Linked DNA regions of Mus musculus: all the other regions are linked to region 2. The links are chromatin contacts, called in public HiChIP or PLAC-seq maps. All regions are on one chromosome and are shown on one strand. The core of a region is the stretch at or near the end of the contact, and the rest is flanking DNA. Distances in the headings are between cores, read along the strand shown.

Evidence for each region. HiChIP or PLAC-seq counts read pairs in DNA pulled down with a chosen protein or histone mark.
Region 1: an H3K4me3 HiChIP or PLAC-seq map of stem cell-derived neural progenitor cells shows a contact between it and region 2, with 10 times the contacts expected there. The contact joins the promoter of Ilrun here to the promoter of Wfikkn1 in region 2. A contact is called at or near these places in 2 of 39 promoter capture datasets (liver and pre-B cells), 1 of 484 Hi-C or Micro-C datasets (B cells) and 1 of 115 datasets of contacts at active chromatin or transcription factors (stem cell-derived neural progenitor cells).
Region 3: a contact with region 2 is called in a FOXA1 HiChIP or PLAC-seq map of pancreatic cancer cells. The contact joins the promoter of Noxo1 here to the promoter of Wfikkn1 in region 2. A contact is called at or near these places in 1 of 115 datasets of contacts at active chromatin or transcription factors (pancreatic cancer cells) and 1 of 9 other capture datasets (liver).
Region 4: a contact with region 2 is called in an HNF4G HiChIP or PLAC-seq map of pancreatic cancer cells. The contact joins the promoter of Amdhd2 here to the promoter of Wfikkn1 in region 2. A contact is called at or near these places in 2 of 39 promoter capture datasets (neutrophils and pre-B cells) and 2 of 115 datasets of contacts at active chromatin or transcription factors (large pre-B cells and pancreatic cancer cells).

Annotation. Positions count from the first base shown.
Region 1 is chr17:27,819,221-27,822,589 of GRCm38.p6, reverse strand. Ilrun (inflammation and lipid regulator with UBA-like and NBR1-like domains) reads left to right here and starts at 2,048. Exons shown (of 5, transcript NM_001033279.3): 1 at 2,048-2,413. The coding sequence starts at 2,256.
Region 2 is chr17:25,879,119-25,882,383 of GRCm38.p6, reverse strand. It overlaps Wfikkn1 (WAP, FS, Ig, KU, and NTR-containing protein 1), which reads left to right and starts at 1,526. Exons shown (of 2, transcript NM_001100454.1): 1 at 1,526-2,520; 2 at 3,216-3,265. The coding sequence starts at 2,341. It overlaps Rab40c (Rab40C, member RAS oncogene family), which reads left to right. Exons shown (of 7, transcript NM_139154.2): 7 at 1-270.
Region 3 is chr17:24,694,176-24,697,646 of GRCm38.p6, reverse strand. It overlaps Noxo1 (NADPH oxidase organizer 1), which reads right to left and starts at 1,413. Exons shown (of 9, transcript NM_001357836.1): 1 at 651-1,413. Gfer (growth factor, augmenter of liver regeneration) reads left to right here and starts at 1,491. Exons shown (of 3, transcript NM_023040.3): 1 at 1,491-1,816; 2 at 2,197-2,393; 3 at 3,205-3,471. The coding sequence starts at 1,580. The coding sequence ends at 3,367.
Region 4 is chr17:24,162,150-24,165,487 of GRCm38.p6, reverse strand. Amdhd2 (amidohydrolase domain containing 2) reads left to right here and starts at 1,755. Exons shown (of 11, transcript NM_172935.4): 1 at 1,755-1,906; 2 at 2,156-2,292; 3 at 2,373-2,512. The coding sequence starts at 1,824. It overlaps Atp6v0c (ATPase, H+ transporting, lysosomal V0 subunit C), which reads left to right. Exons shown (of 3, transcript NM_009729.4): 2 at 606-789; 3 at 880-1,623. The coding sequence ends at 1,084.

The sequences.
Region 1 (3,369 bases), core at 799-3,298, 1.9 Mb before region 2:
CAGGGTGTGAGGCCAGACCTGGTGACTGCCGTTCTCTCTCATGTCACCTCCCACTCCTCTGAGGCAGGGTCTCTCTCTAATCCTGGAGCTTGAGTTTGCTCAGCTTTTGCTTTCTTTATTGAGATAAAGTCTTATGCTATTCAAACTGTCTTCAAACTCATTCTGAAGCCAGATTGGCCTTGAACAGATAGCAATGCCCCGACCTCAGTCCCCTATATCGATTCCCAGTACTGGGATTACAGATGACGGAATCTACCCTGTCTGGGATTACTGATGGAAGCCACCCTGTCTGGCTCTTATGATTTGTTTTGTTTGAGACAGTCTCGAGTCACCAGGGCTGGTGGAGGCTGGCCTCAATTCCTTATTCTCCAGCCTTTGCCTCCCAAGTGCTGAGATCACAGGTGTGTCACCATATGAGGCTGTCTTTTGGCTTTTTTGTAGCCAAGGCTCACTTTGACCTCACTAAGCAGTTAAGGGTGGCCTTCCATCCTGATCCTCGGCCTCCTCATGTGGGGATTACAGGCATGTGATATGAAGCTAACCTGGTAGTTTATGTCCTAAGAAACCATGACTAAGGAGAAGAGAGTGTCTGAAGCACTGCCAACGGTAGGAATACACAAACTGTCACACTGATAACCCTGAGCTCTGGTCCTCATGATCTCACAGCTGCTGTTCATGAGATAGACACAATTCAAACACATCCGTAAACATATTTTGTCAATCTTTAATCAGGTTGAACTGTTGAGCAAACTATCAGCAATAACTGCATTTGCTCAAGGTTCTGCTCTGAAATTTGGATATGATAACAATCACCAGGCGATTTTGAGCCTCCTCCCAGGCCCACTGACTTCAGTTGAGTCTCTTTTCAGAAGTAGTTGTGACAGTAGTTATCCCAGCAAGTAGGGGTAGGAGGATGAGATCAAAGGCAACTCCAGGAAGAAAGCCCGCCTCTGCCTCTTGAGTGCTGGGGTGGTTTATTTTTTAAAGGCAGGGTCTAGAGTATCTCTGGCTGGCATCAAACACACAGAAATTTGCCTGCCTCCCCAGTGCCGCCACCCTTGGCTGTCAGCCAGGCCTTATATGCAAGAGCGAAGTATCTCTGCTCTCAGGAACCCAGGTCTTCATACCTTCGGGGAAACAGCTTAAGCCAAGTCCCCAGTTGCCCAGTTTCTTACCCACCCCCATCCCTGTACCTAGTCATATCTAACAGGTGACACTGAGAAAATACTTGGTGACAGAACGGGCAGATGAGTCTCTCCACAGCTGAGCTTCTTAATCCTTCAGCTTCAAATGGAGCCTCACATTAGTAGATACACTGGATACTGTCTACAGTCATTTTTTTGGTCGTGGATTTTAGAGACAGAACAAGATTTGCTAAATTCTAGGGTATTGACCTTTCTTTGCAGAGGATCGGTTCCTCTGACCTGTAACTGGTGCTTGCATTAGGCTGCCTTTATTTTCTGGAAACGTAATGCTAAGGTTGCATAGTAACATAGGCAGTCATGAGAAACTCAGGTCAGAATCCAGAGACTAAGCGTGCACCGCCGCGACCTTGGGAAAATGTCTGTTTGAATACTAAGTCCCCTGAGAGCGGAGCAGCAAGAGTCCGCTCTGTGCTGCCCTTTGCCCTTTGCCCCAGTCCCAGCCTCTGTTCCTGTGGCGACTTCGGGTTCCCAGCCTGAGCATGGGTGGGGTCGCTCGTCTCCGAAGCACCTCTCAGACTCGTGACTCCTCCCACGCAGTGTGGGGACTCAGGCGAGGACAGAGACCCGCCCAGTATCCGCTCTTTCCGGCTTCCCGTTTCCTGCCCCCTCCGCTCTGTCGCGGTGAGGTCACGCGAGAGACGTCACCGAGTTATGACGTCACTGAAGGCGGGCTTTCGGGAGAGGAAGGGGCGGGGTCCGAGCGGCCCCGCGCGTGCGCGTTGGGCGCGGCCCGGGAGGAGGCGGAGGCGGCGGTGCTGCGAACCGCGGCGGCAGCAGCGGCGGCGGCGGAGGCGGGCGCTGGGGGGGGTGGGAGGGGGGGGAGCGCGAGCCCCAGAGCCAGCGAGAGAGGAGCGAGCGGTGCGGTGCGGCGCGGCTCGGCGCGGCGCGCGCAGCCCATGAGGCGGTGAGAGGCCTGGGGCCTGTCTCGGAGCAGTGCGCGCGGCGCCGGCCAGCAGCGGGCCGCCCTTCGTGGGCTCGGGCCCGGGCGCGGCGGCCGCCCGTGGAGAAGCAGGTCGGGGCGGTGGAAGCTGTGCGTCCGGGCCCCCCGCCATGGAGGGCATGGACGTGGACTTGGATCCGGAGCTCATGCAGAAGTTCAGCTGCCTGGGCACCACAGACAAGGACGTGCTCATCTCCGAGTTCCAGCGGCTACTCGGCTTCCAGCTCAACCCGGCCGGCTGCGCCTTCTTCCTGGACATGACCAACTGGTGAGTCCGCCCCACGCGGAGCCAATCCTGCTGGCAGCGGCCTCGCGGCCCCGAGGGCAAAAACACCGGAGCCCGCTCGTGGAGTACTCCCGGGCAGGGCAGGGCCCAGGCCGGGAGGTGGCAGGGAGTCAGAGCCCGAAGAACATGGGAAGAGGGGAGAAGTGGTGAGGTGGAAGCCAGGGGAGTCGATCTGGGGCGAAAAGCGTGTGTTCTGGGAGTAGAAAGCACAGGAAACGAGAGTTGCGAAGTGTTTTCCTTTTAAATAGGTGCGAAGTGTAGGAGCTGAGGATGACAGAACGGTGTGGAAACTCGAGGGAGTGTGTTAGGTGCTGAGGTCGAACTCTGGGCGCGGGAGAGGTCTCGGAGCTGAGAATAGATCTTGTGTCTCTTTGAGGAGATAAGGGCGAAAACGACTTTTGCGGCGGAGGGAACACAAATTATAATCAACTGAGTATGGTGAGAAAGGAAGAGTTGTGCCAGGGAGAAGTGACATCTAATGGAGGCGCCGGAGCGCCAGGCCTGCGACGAGGACTGGGAAAAGTCTTCAGAAAGTGGAGGGAAGCTGATCTTGGAGGCAGGAACTTTGTGAAGACACTGGCGTGCTGGGCAGAGGCTTGGCCTTGGGAACTTTGACGAGCTTACTGATTGGATGGGCTTAGTTGACAGAAAACTGAGAAATGTATAGGTTGGGGGCCAGGGGTTCTGGCTTGTAGTTGGGTTGTACAGGCTGAAGTGGAGCTGTCTCCAGGCACCGACGTGTGTCTTGGTTCTTAGAGCAGCACTTGCTGTTTTTGATAAGCAAGAATACTTTCTCTTGGTCTCCAAGTAGGGATTGTTAAGTTCACTCGGGAATTTAACCATTAGACTGGAGACCATTAGACGGCCTTTGAAAGGCTCTCAGGTGAAGCAACTAATCGGGATTTGAGCAAAAAGCAAGGGGGTGCATGCCCTTTGCC
Region 2 (3,265 bases), core at 277-2,776:
GGCTATGGTTGTGGGAACTGCCTGATAAGCAGCAGCCTGACCTGGGAGCCTGACCCAGAGGCTGGGTACAATCAAGCATCACCTTTCCCCACCAGTCCTGTTGCTGTTGACAGAGACCTTTTCTCTGGAATCGCGATAGAATGGTATAGACTTTGAGGACCTGGATTGGCCTGCGTGCACACCATCAACACTACACTTGCTGCTGTGGACTCCACTATTCCTGGTTCTTTGTTCTTACTTCTTTGTACAGTAAATGTACTTCAGCAGTGAGCTTGTGTCTGGCTTCATCTGACTGTGGTTTGTTGGGGGTGGTAAGGGGTGTCTGGCGGTGTGTTCTGCCACATGCTCCAGCATGGCTTTGTGCCTGACAGAATGATCCCAGGCTTTGTTAACTTTCCCCGCAGCTGACCCTGCTGACCTGCAGCCATCCATCCACTGGGTTCACATTCCCAGCCACAAAGTAGCCAGGCCTGGTTACAAGCCACACTGTTTCCGGAGGTCAGATCTTGGCCAGGTTAGACAGAGCCTTTACTCATACATAGCCCAGGGCACATAGCTTACCACAACATGAAGGATATCTGTGAGTGGGACCTGGCGTTGGTGCCTTTAGCAGGAAAGCATCTAGCAGGTCATGGCCTCTGCAGGCCATGCTCACCCAGGGTTCTAGCTCATACACTGGAAGGCAAATCCCACTGAGTGGGATTGGACAGTTCACTTTAGAGTGGCCTCTGGCTCAGGTGTCACCTGCATTTTTCCTTAGTTGCATTCTGAGCCTGTGGCCTGGCAATCCCTGCCCCCTCAACACCACAAGCTGCCTCAACGACGGCTCTTTTGTAAGGCAGCAGACACTGGCGCCTGGTAGCCATCTCTTGATCTCCTGACCAGACCAGGCTCTTATTACCCTGCCTCCTGGGTCAGGAGGTCAGACAGAGGGTCACACAGACTTTTTCCTTCCTGTCTCTGAGAAAACCACTCCCTGGGGACCTCTGGAGCCACAGAAAGGGTTTGGAAAAGCAGATTCCAGGCAGGGCCTTTGTCTTGCCACCAGCTTTGATCTCCCTCCCCTCCCCCACGGTAGTGAAGCCCCTAGTTCAGTTAAAGAATGGATGCTGGCCTTCATGGTGGATGGTTGGGGCAAGGCTTGAATGTACTTAGATCCTCCCTGAGCAACACCGAGGATGCTTGCTCTTTGATAGGTGCACTTGGCCATCCCAGAGAGCCCCATGTGTCTCAGCCTGTGTGTGACCAGCTGGCTGGCTTCTCTTTGCTCTTGTTTACACTATGTATCAGTCATTGCCATGAGACTGTCTATGGCCAGTGCACATGGGTCACCTGCTTCCACCCAGATAAGATGGCCTTTTTATTTATTTTGTACCTGCCTTGCCCATTTGAAGGAACTGAGTGGCACAGACCCTAGCTAGAAGCCAGGAGCCCAGTTTTAGAGAAACTGGTACATCTGGGAGGATGAATCCTGCCGAGTTGTGCCCTCAGCTGGTGAGATGCCAAGACCTTTTTTTTTTTTTTTCTTTTTGAGACAGTATGTTCTTATGTGGCCAAACGGGCCTGGAATTTGCTATGTAGCTATGGGCTGGCCTCAATCTGGATCCTCCTGTGTCCCGCCTACCCAGTGCTGGGGTTACAAGTGTGTACCACAGATGCCAAGTACCCTAGGGGTTTCTTACTCCATGCCAGTGGGAAAGGTGCCTTACCTATAGTTATGACAGGTGTGGCCCTTGGCTGCCTTTGGAGAAAATCTAGTCTAATAGCTGGGGCTGGACTGGGTCCCTATCCAACCTCACTGAATAGGACACTGAAGAGCAGAGGACAAAAGCCGAAATTTACCAGCCCTGCCCCTCCTCCCTGAATAGAGGGTGGGAGGGTCTTTAAGGAGACTTTGATCCCTGTTGGGCTCCAGCTTGTAGAGGGAGGGGCTCAGGTTACAGCATCCCCCTCCCTGATTGAGCTGGCCCTTCTCCGCCCCTTGGTGACCCTAGTGGTCAGTTGCTCTGGGCTTCAGGGCCTCTGGCCCCTCCCCAGCCCTTCCTCTTCTTCTATTCCCAGTCCTATGCTGACCAGAGCCTGGGAGCCACCCACAGTGGTTGGGAGAGGGCCAGCCAGTATTTTGTGGACAGGTTCTGAGAGGCCCCAGAATAACTATTCAGGGTTCAGAGAAGAGCAGCATCACCTGTGAGCTCAAGCCTTGCGGGGTCCAAGAGTCCCAGGAGAGGGTCCTTTGAGGTAGGGGGTAGTGATCCTGGGCCCAGGACCCTATAGGGTGGATGCCTATAGGGAGTCTCAGCTGGTGGCCACACACTCCCACTCCCTGGCCCTGTGGTCCCCATGCCTGCCCCACAGCCATTCCTGCCTCTGCTCTTTGTCTTCGTGCTCATCCATCTGACCTCGGAGACCAACCTGCTGCCAGATCCCGGAAGCCATCCTGGCATGTGCCCCAACGAGCTCAGCCCCCACCTGTGGGTCGACGCCCAGAGCACCTGTGAGCGTGAGTGTACCGGGGACCAGGTGAGCACTGGCATTTCATGGGATCCTGGGCCCCACCCTAGTTCTTTCCTCAGTGGGGGGAGTAGACCCCAACCCTAGGAGTCTGCTTCCTCCAGGGTTCCTCCACACTCAATTTACCTGGATTTGTGGCCATGACCTGTATGTACATGGGGCTCAAAGGATACCCCTACCTTTTTGTCCTCTGAAGAACAAGAACATCTCCAATTCCCGGACTGACTGCAACCTCACCAATCCTGTCTCTCACGTGCCTGAGCACCACTTTTTTTCTTAAGTCATGTGGGCCCAGGCCTCTGACCTACCCCTGCAAATGGCATCATCACCTTCCCAGCCCTGGCCTGTCTGTAGTCCTTTCCTCATATCCCAGACTGGGAAGGGGACAAAGAGCTCCCAAGGTGGTGCGCCCTCTGATGGCAGAGCATTTGCCTGCACACTGTTCCACCTACTCAGTAGGAATGCTAATGAGAGTTGCACAGGGGCCTTGAGGATTCAGCGGGGTTGACTAAGGTGACTGGGGTTGACTAAGGTGACTGTGTGACCTTAGTACTCCTACTGTTCAAAATGCACAGCCACAGTTTTTCACAGGGGAGGAAGCTTTGAAAAAGGCAGCTACCTCTCCCAGGATAGAGAGGCAGAGTAGTGCATAGGCAAGGCTGGGTAGGGGGTCAGGGCTCCACTAAACTGTCCCTGTCCCTCAGGACTGTGCGGCATCCGAGAAGTGCTGCACCAATGTGTGTGGGCTGCAGAG
Region 3 (3,471 bases), core at 164-2,663, 1.2 Mb after region 2:
CTCTTACCACTCAGTTGACAGCCCCTGTCTACCCCTCCCAACCTTAGATGCTCTTCACTCTATCTAGCCACTGCCTCTCTCAGATGCACACAGAGGAGCCCCCAACTCTGGGTTCCTCCCTGTCTCTTTAAAAAAATCTGTTCTCAGTGGGGTAGCACATGCCTTTAATCCCAGCATTTGGGTGGCAGAGGCAGGTAGATTTCTGAGATCAAGGCCAGCCTGGTCTACAAAGAGAGTCCAGGACAGTCAAGACTGGTTACACTAAGAAACCCTGTCTTGAAATACACACACACACACACACACAAAATCCACTGTCCCAAATTGCCCAACATCTCTGTTTTTAGGGAAAAAAATGCCAGTTGCTACCATGGTCATAAGTAGGCCTTGCCGGACTCTGGATTCTGCCTCTATCTCCTCTACCTTCCCTAGACCCTGCCCCCAGCGTCACTGGTGTTTCTGTAAAATGTCAAGCATTTGAGCTGATTTCTTATCCCAAAGGCCTGTGCCTAAGGGTCTCCTCACCCCCTGCACAGCTTTCATCAGTTTTGTAAATATGATTCTGGTGTACTGGGTTTTCCGCATTTGCATCACTGGTTAAAGGCTAAAGAGGGAGGCTTGTTCCTTGTTCTGCTCAGTGGAGGAAACAGCACCTGGAGAGAGCAGCCACTCTACAAATATTTGCAGAAAGAGTAAATGAACACATGGAGGCAGCGGAAGGAATTCTTCCTGTGATGGCACAGGCGTTTAAGTCAAACACTTGAAGAGGTGGTGTGGTGGCAAAAAGATTCAAGAATTCAACATCATCTTCACTCAGCTACATACAGAGTTCAAAGTTAGTCCAAGTTACATGAGACCCTGTCTCCAAAAGAAAAAAAAAAAGGAAGAAATTCCTGAGGCTGCTATTAAAATAGGCATAATAATCTTTTATCCAAGCTAGAGGATGAGGACACGCCCTCTCTCAAGGTTGCGCAGTGGGGGACAGTTACTAGGGCACAGGTAGCCTCTGGCAATAAGTACTGTCTGGTCTCTGTGAGGCCACGCCCCGTCGCGCGTTGCTAAGGCACCGAGAAGCGTGTAGGTGGGCACGTCGTAAGGCAGGAAGACCCCAAATTTTGCCGCCCTTAGGTGTCTGAGCCAAGCGATGGGGGTGATGCGAGAAGCATCTCGGAACTCATCTCAGTCCAAGATCTCAGCACAGCCGCAGCGCGCCTTCCACGACACACTTCACATCTGCCGGAGGAAGCCTGAACCCCACCATGGACCACGCACGCCGGGCTCGCGGCGGGTCACCAGGCGCAAGAGTACCCGCAGAGCCGGAGCCGCAGCCGCCAGTGCCGCCTCGGCCTGGGCCTCCGGCGCCGCCTCCTCCCGCCCCGAGGCCTCCTACGCCTCCGCGACCCGGGCCGCCGCCTCGGCCCCCAGCCCCGCCCCGCCGCCAGGCCCCGCCTCCTGCCCCGGCCTGAGCCCAGCCCCGGGCTGCGGTTCCCGCTCCTGCCGCCGCGCGCCGGCGGTGGCGTGCACGCTCCTCCGAACTGTCGCCGGCACGCCCTCTTGGCCCCGCTGCCCGCACGCCAGCAAGATGGCGGCGCCCAGCGAGCCGGCGGGCTTCCCTCGCGGCAGTCGCTTCTCCTTCCTGCCGGGCGGCGCGCGCTCCGAGATGACCGACGACCTGGTGACTGACGCGCGGGGCCGCGGCGCAAGGCATAGAGACGACACCACCCCTGCCGCGGCCCCGGCGCCGCAAGGTTTGGAGCACGGGAAGCGACCGTGCCGGGCCTGCGTGGACTTCAAGTCGTGGATGCGGACCCAGCAGAAGGTGCAGATGCCCCGCTTGGCCGCCCGGTCCCGGTCCCCCACACACCTGGTTTCCAGGTTCCCGTTCGGCTACCGCACGGCCCAAACCCTCAGGGTTGGCTATGCCTAAACATGTTTACCCCTCACCCACACACACCGTTAGGCTCAAACTTTTGCGCTTTCAGCCACTGGCTAGTCAGATCGAGTTAGTAGGCTGTCAACTGAAAAAGGGAGCGTTCTTGTTTCCTTTATTATTATTATTATGATTATTATTAGTGATAATGGGAATTCGAACCGAAGGCCTCTGGCGTACAACGCAAGCAGTCTGCCACTGGGTTGGAATTTTATGGGCTTTCTGGTTGGGTAAGAGTGAATTGACCTTTAGTCGGCCTACTTCTGCAGCGGGACATCAAGTTTAGGGAGGACTGTCCACAGGATCGGGAAGAATTGGGTCGCCACACCTGGGCTTTCCTCCATACGCTGGCCGCCTATTACCCGGACAGGCCCACGCCAGAACAACAACAGGATATGGCCCAGTTCATACATATATTTTCCAAGTTTTACCCCTGCGAGGAATGTGCGGAAGACATAAGGAAGAGGTAAGTTGTGGCTATACCTCTTGTCAGTAAGGTCCCTAGAGCGGGCCTAGCTGATGCCGGGCGGTGGTGGCGCACGCCGTTAATCCCAGCACTTGGCAAGCAGTGGCAGGTGGTTTTCTGAGTTCGAGGCCAGCCTGCTCTACAGAGTGAGTTCCAGGACAGCCAGGGCTACACAGAGAAACCCTGTCTCAAAGAAACACAAAAAAAGGGGGGGGGGCATAGCTGATGTCATAGAGAGGGGCCTAGAACAGTAGATTCAGAAGTGACAGGTTCCTAGGAGAGGGGACACCAAAAGGGATGTTGGGGTTTGGGGGCCTTCTCCTTCCTCAAAAGCCCAGTCCTTATAGCTCTTCCTTATGGGGCTCAAGCCAATCTCTCAGCTTAGTTACCAGCTTTAAAAACTGGACTGAAGGGAGGCAGAGGCAGGCGGATTTCAGAGTTCGAGGCCAGCCTGGTCTACAAAGTGAGTTCCAGGATAGCCAGGGCTACACAGAGAAACCCTGTCTCGAAAAACCAAAAAAAAAAAAAAAAAAACTGGACTGAAGTAAACATCCCTCACTCTCAGTGGCCTAACCTAGGTTGCACTTGCTATTTGAAGCAGTTAGGAGTGAGGGGAGCTCTAGCTGCATTGTGCCCCTGGTGCTGAGAAACAGTCCTTTGTGCCAGGCCCTACCTAGAAACTCTAGATTCAGGCCCCCCCCATCCCCCTACAGGAAGATAGGTCATAGCAGTGCCCCAACTCCCGTCTCCAGACACTGGCAGAGACAGAGGGGCCGGGATCTCCTTACATCCTTCTGTGCTTCTCTCAAAGGATAGGCAGGAACCAGCCAGACACAAGCACTCGAGTATCCTTCAGCCAGTGGCTGTGCCGCCTGCACAATGAGGTGAATCGGAAGCTGGGCAAGCCTGATTTTGACTGCTCGAGAGTAGATGAGCGTTGGCGTGACGGCTGGAAGGACGGCTCCTGTGACTAGAAGATTACCAGCAGTTCGTGAGGGGCATCTAGCCTGGTTCTATGGGCAACAGCCTGATTGACGATTAAAGTGCATCTGAGCCAACACTTGTTTCTGTAGTTGAT
Region 4 (3,338 bases), core at 506-3,005, 1.7 Mb after region 2:
CTTATAGGGTCTGAGGACAAGTGGCAGAAATGAGAAGAATTGGAGTTCAAGACCTGAAGATAGGAGAGGGAAACAAAGTCCGGAAGGGTAGCAGTCTCTCTTGGAGAGGTTGAAGTGGGGGGGCAGTACCAGAAGAAACAGATATAACTCTGTTGTCCTGTCTGGGAAGGCTTGAAGGCCCCACTGTAGGCAGACTCTAGGCAGGAACTGATTGACACTGGAGTGGCCTCTGGGCAGCTGACATGTAGCTCTTATGCTGGAAGTGCCTGGAGCTTAGGGTGTGGGACAGGGATTGCCAGAGTCTCGAGCAAGGCTCTCCTTGGCCCAGCCGCCTCTTCCACGTGACTATGTTGCCAGAGATCACAAGCTAGGGAAGGGGAGTGCTAGGGAACAAAGTCTGGTTTCACAGCAAACGAGCCCCCATGACCACAGGAAGAACTGCAGGCGGAAGTAGAGCAGGAGGTTGGAGGTATGGCTCTGCTAGTGGGAAGAGAAGTGGCTGCTGCTCTTGCTTGGCTGCCCGCCTCAGTTCTTGTAATGGGTGGGAACCTGGGGAGCAGAATGGAAAAAGCTGCTCTGGGCTCACTTACTCTCTCCTCCCACAGCCATGGGAGCCGCCTATGGCACAGCCAAGAGTGGCACTGGCATCGCAGCCATGTCAGTCATGAGGCCAGAGCTGATCATGAAGTCCATCATCCCAGTGGTTATGGCTGGGATCATCGCCATCTACGGCCTGGTGGTGGCAGTACTTATCGCTAACTCCCTGACTGATGGCATCACCCTCTACAGGTGAGTGCTGGGCCTTTCCTCCCAGGTGAAGTGCTTCATTGTCCTGTGGACAGGCAGATTGCTGACAACCTGTGTCTCTTCTCTCCCCAGGAGTTTTCTTCAACTGGGTGCTGGCCTGAGTGTGGGGCTGAGTGGCCTGGCTGCTGGCTTTGCCATTGGCATCGTCGGAGATGCTGGTGTTCGGGGCACTGCCCAGCAGCCTCGACTGTTCGTGGGCATGATCCTGATCCTCATCTTTGCGGAGGTGCTTGGCCTCTACGGTCTCATCGTGGCCCTAATCCTCTCCACAAAGTAGTCCTTTTCCACCATCAGTCACAGGATAGGATGTAAAGATCACCCCTCCTCATTCCAGAACGAACAGCCTGACACATGCACGGGCAGCTGCCCCTCAGTAGTTGGTCTTGTAAATGTGCAGTGTCCTAGTGCCCATTGTCTGTCGCCCCCGCCTTGCCCCTACTGCACCGTGCTGTGGACATACGGGCCCACTCATCTCCCACCCAGGCCCCTGACCAGTGACGAAGTCAGCCTCTGGTTACCCCACCCATCGCCCTAGAGTGCTCCTGTGTATAAGAATGAACTAGAGTTGTCATTTTTCTCTTCACTGGATGTTTATTTATAAAAGATTTGACCTATTCATGCGTCTGTGGAGCAGCTCCTGTCTCCCAACTATATAGTAATCATTAGTAGACTGTTGCCTTGTGGGGTTCCTGTTGCTGAGACTCCTTGGATGGAGCCACCCTTCCCCCTGCCCTGAACAGCCAGGGTGGAGGATAGAGTGCTACTGCTCCTCAGAGCTGGCTCCCAGCTGTGTCCAATAAAAGTTCTCGGATGTGACTGGCTTGTGTTCTGGCGCTTCTGTGGGCGGGCCTGGCAGGGTTTGTCATCATGTGGTCGCCACCACGTGAGCACCGCGGCCACGTGACAGCCCCTTCAGCTGAGAGTCACGTGATGCGACCTGGCCCCGCTTCCGATTACGGCTGCTCCGGGCTCTGCCGGCTTGCGCCCAAAGCTTGCTGGGTTCGGCGCGACTCACGATGCGTAGCGGGCAGTGCGCAGCGGGGGCCCCGGTGCTCCAGTTCACCAACTGCCGCATCCTGCGTGGCGGCACGCTCCTCAGGTCTGGGCTGCATGGTGCAGGCTTAGGCTGGGTATAGAGCTGATGATACGCCAGTGCGGGGTGCAGAGATGGGGATAGTGTAGGGCATAAGCCCTGAAAGGGGCAGGAATGTGGAGGGCGGGACTATCGTGGGTGTGTGGCCGGGACCAAGAAGAATAGTGGGTGCAGGGACAAGCTGGGTGCGAGATAGAACTAGGGTTTGGTTCCAGGGCCTGGTGGTGATCCAAGTGCCTACTACTCTGCCCTCAGGGAGGATCTGTGGGTGCGCGGGGGCCGAATCCTGGACCCAGAAAAGCTGTTTTTTGAGGAGAGGCGTGTGGCTGATGAGCAGCGGGACTGCGGAGGCCGCATCCTGGCGCCTGGCTTTATCGATGTGCAGATCAACGGTGCGGCCTGGCTCGGGCCAGGGAACCCAGGGCAGGAGCTCCGAGCACTGTGCTACCCCCCTTGTTTTCTGTGGCCACAGGTGGATTTGGTGTTGACTTCTCCAAGGCTACGGAGGACGTGGGTTCGGGGGTCGCCCTAGTGGCCCGGAGGCTCCTGTCCCACGGTGTCACCTCCTTCTGTCCCACCCTGGTCACCTCCCCACCAGAGGTTTATCACAAGGTGAGATGAGGCCGTTCTACCCCTGAGCAAAGGGGCCCTCAGGAAAGGACCACTTCCTTCACCCGAATCTGGGCTTCCTGGACTTGGGTCCGAGGGGGATCCGCCTCACTTTCAGTTGGGTTCTGCCTGGTCTCTGCAACTGCCAGTGCGGTTGTCCTCACGTTTCCTGCCCCGGTTCTCATCTGCCACGCCCTCCCAACGCCCTGTAGGCAGCCTCTGGGTCTCCTGAACTAAGGTCGCCTGGAATTCTGCCACAGCCATTGTCTCTTGTCTAGCTCTTCCTCCCTAACCTGCTTATGCTGTGTGACTCACATGAAAAAGCCTTTCAGAAAGAGCTGCTGTTGCTGTGGACTGGCTTCTGTCCTCACCCTTCCACCTTCTATCTTAGCAGGAGGTCTGTTGTCTTGTTCCAAATTTCATGTAAGGTTCTCCCACAGTTTTCCCGGTTTTTGTTTGTTTGTTTGTTTTTTCGAGACAGGGTTTCTCTGTATAGACCTTGCTGTCCTGGAACTCACTTTGTAGACCAGGCTGGCCTCAAACTCAGAAATCTGCCTGCCTCTGCCTCCCGAGTGCTGGGATTAAAGGCGTGTGCCACCACGCCAGGCTAGTTTTCCCAGTTTTAAGGAAGCTTGTTTAGGTTGCTGTCTTCATGTGTTCTCTGCGGGTTTATCCCTTAGACCTGAACTCTTGCTTTAAAAACGTGGTATTCTCTTATGCAACACAGTTGACGAATTTAGTAAATGAATGCTGTTATCCATACTCGAATGGATTTTCTCTGTTCCTGTTGTCAATCGCCGCAGCCAGTTTTTCTTCCAGGACAGGATCA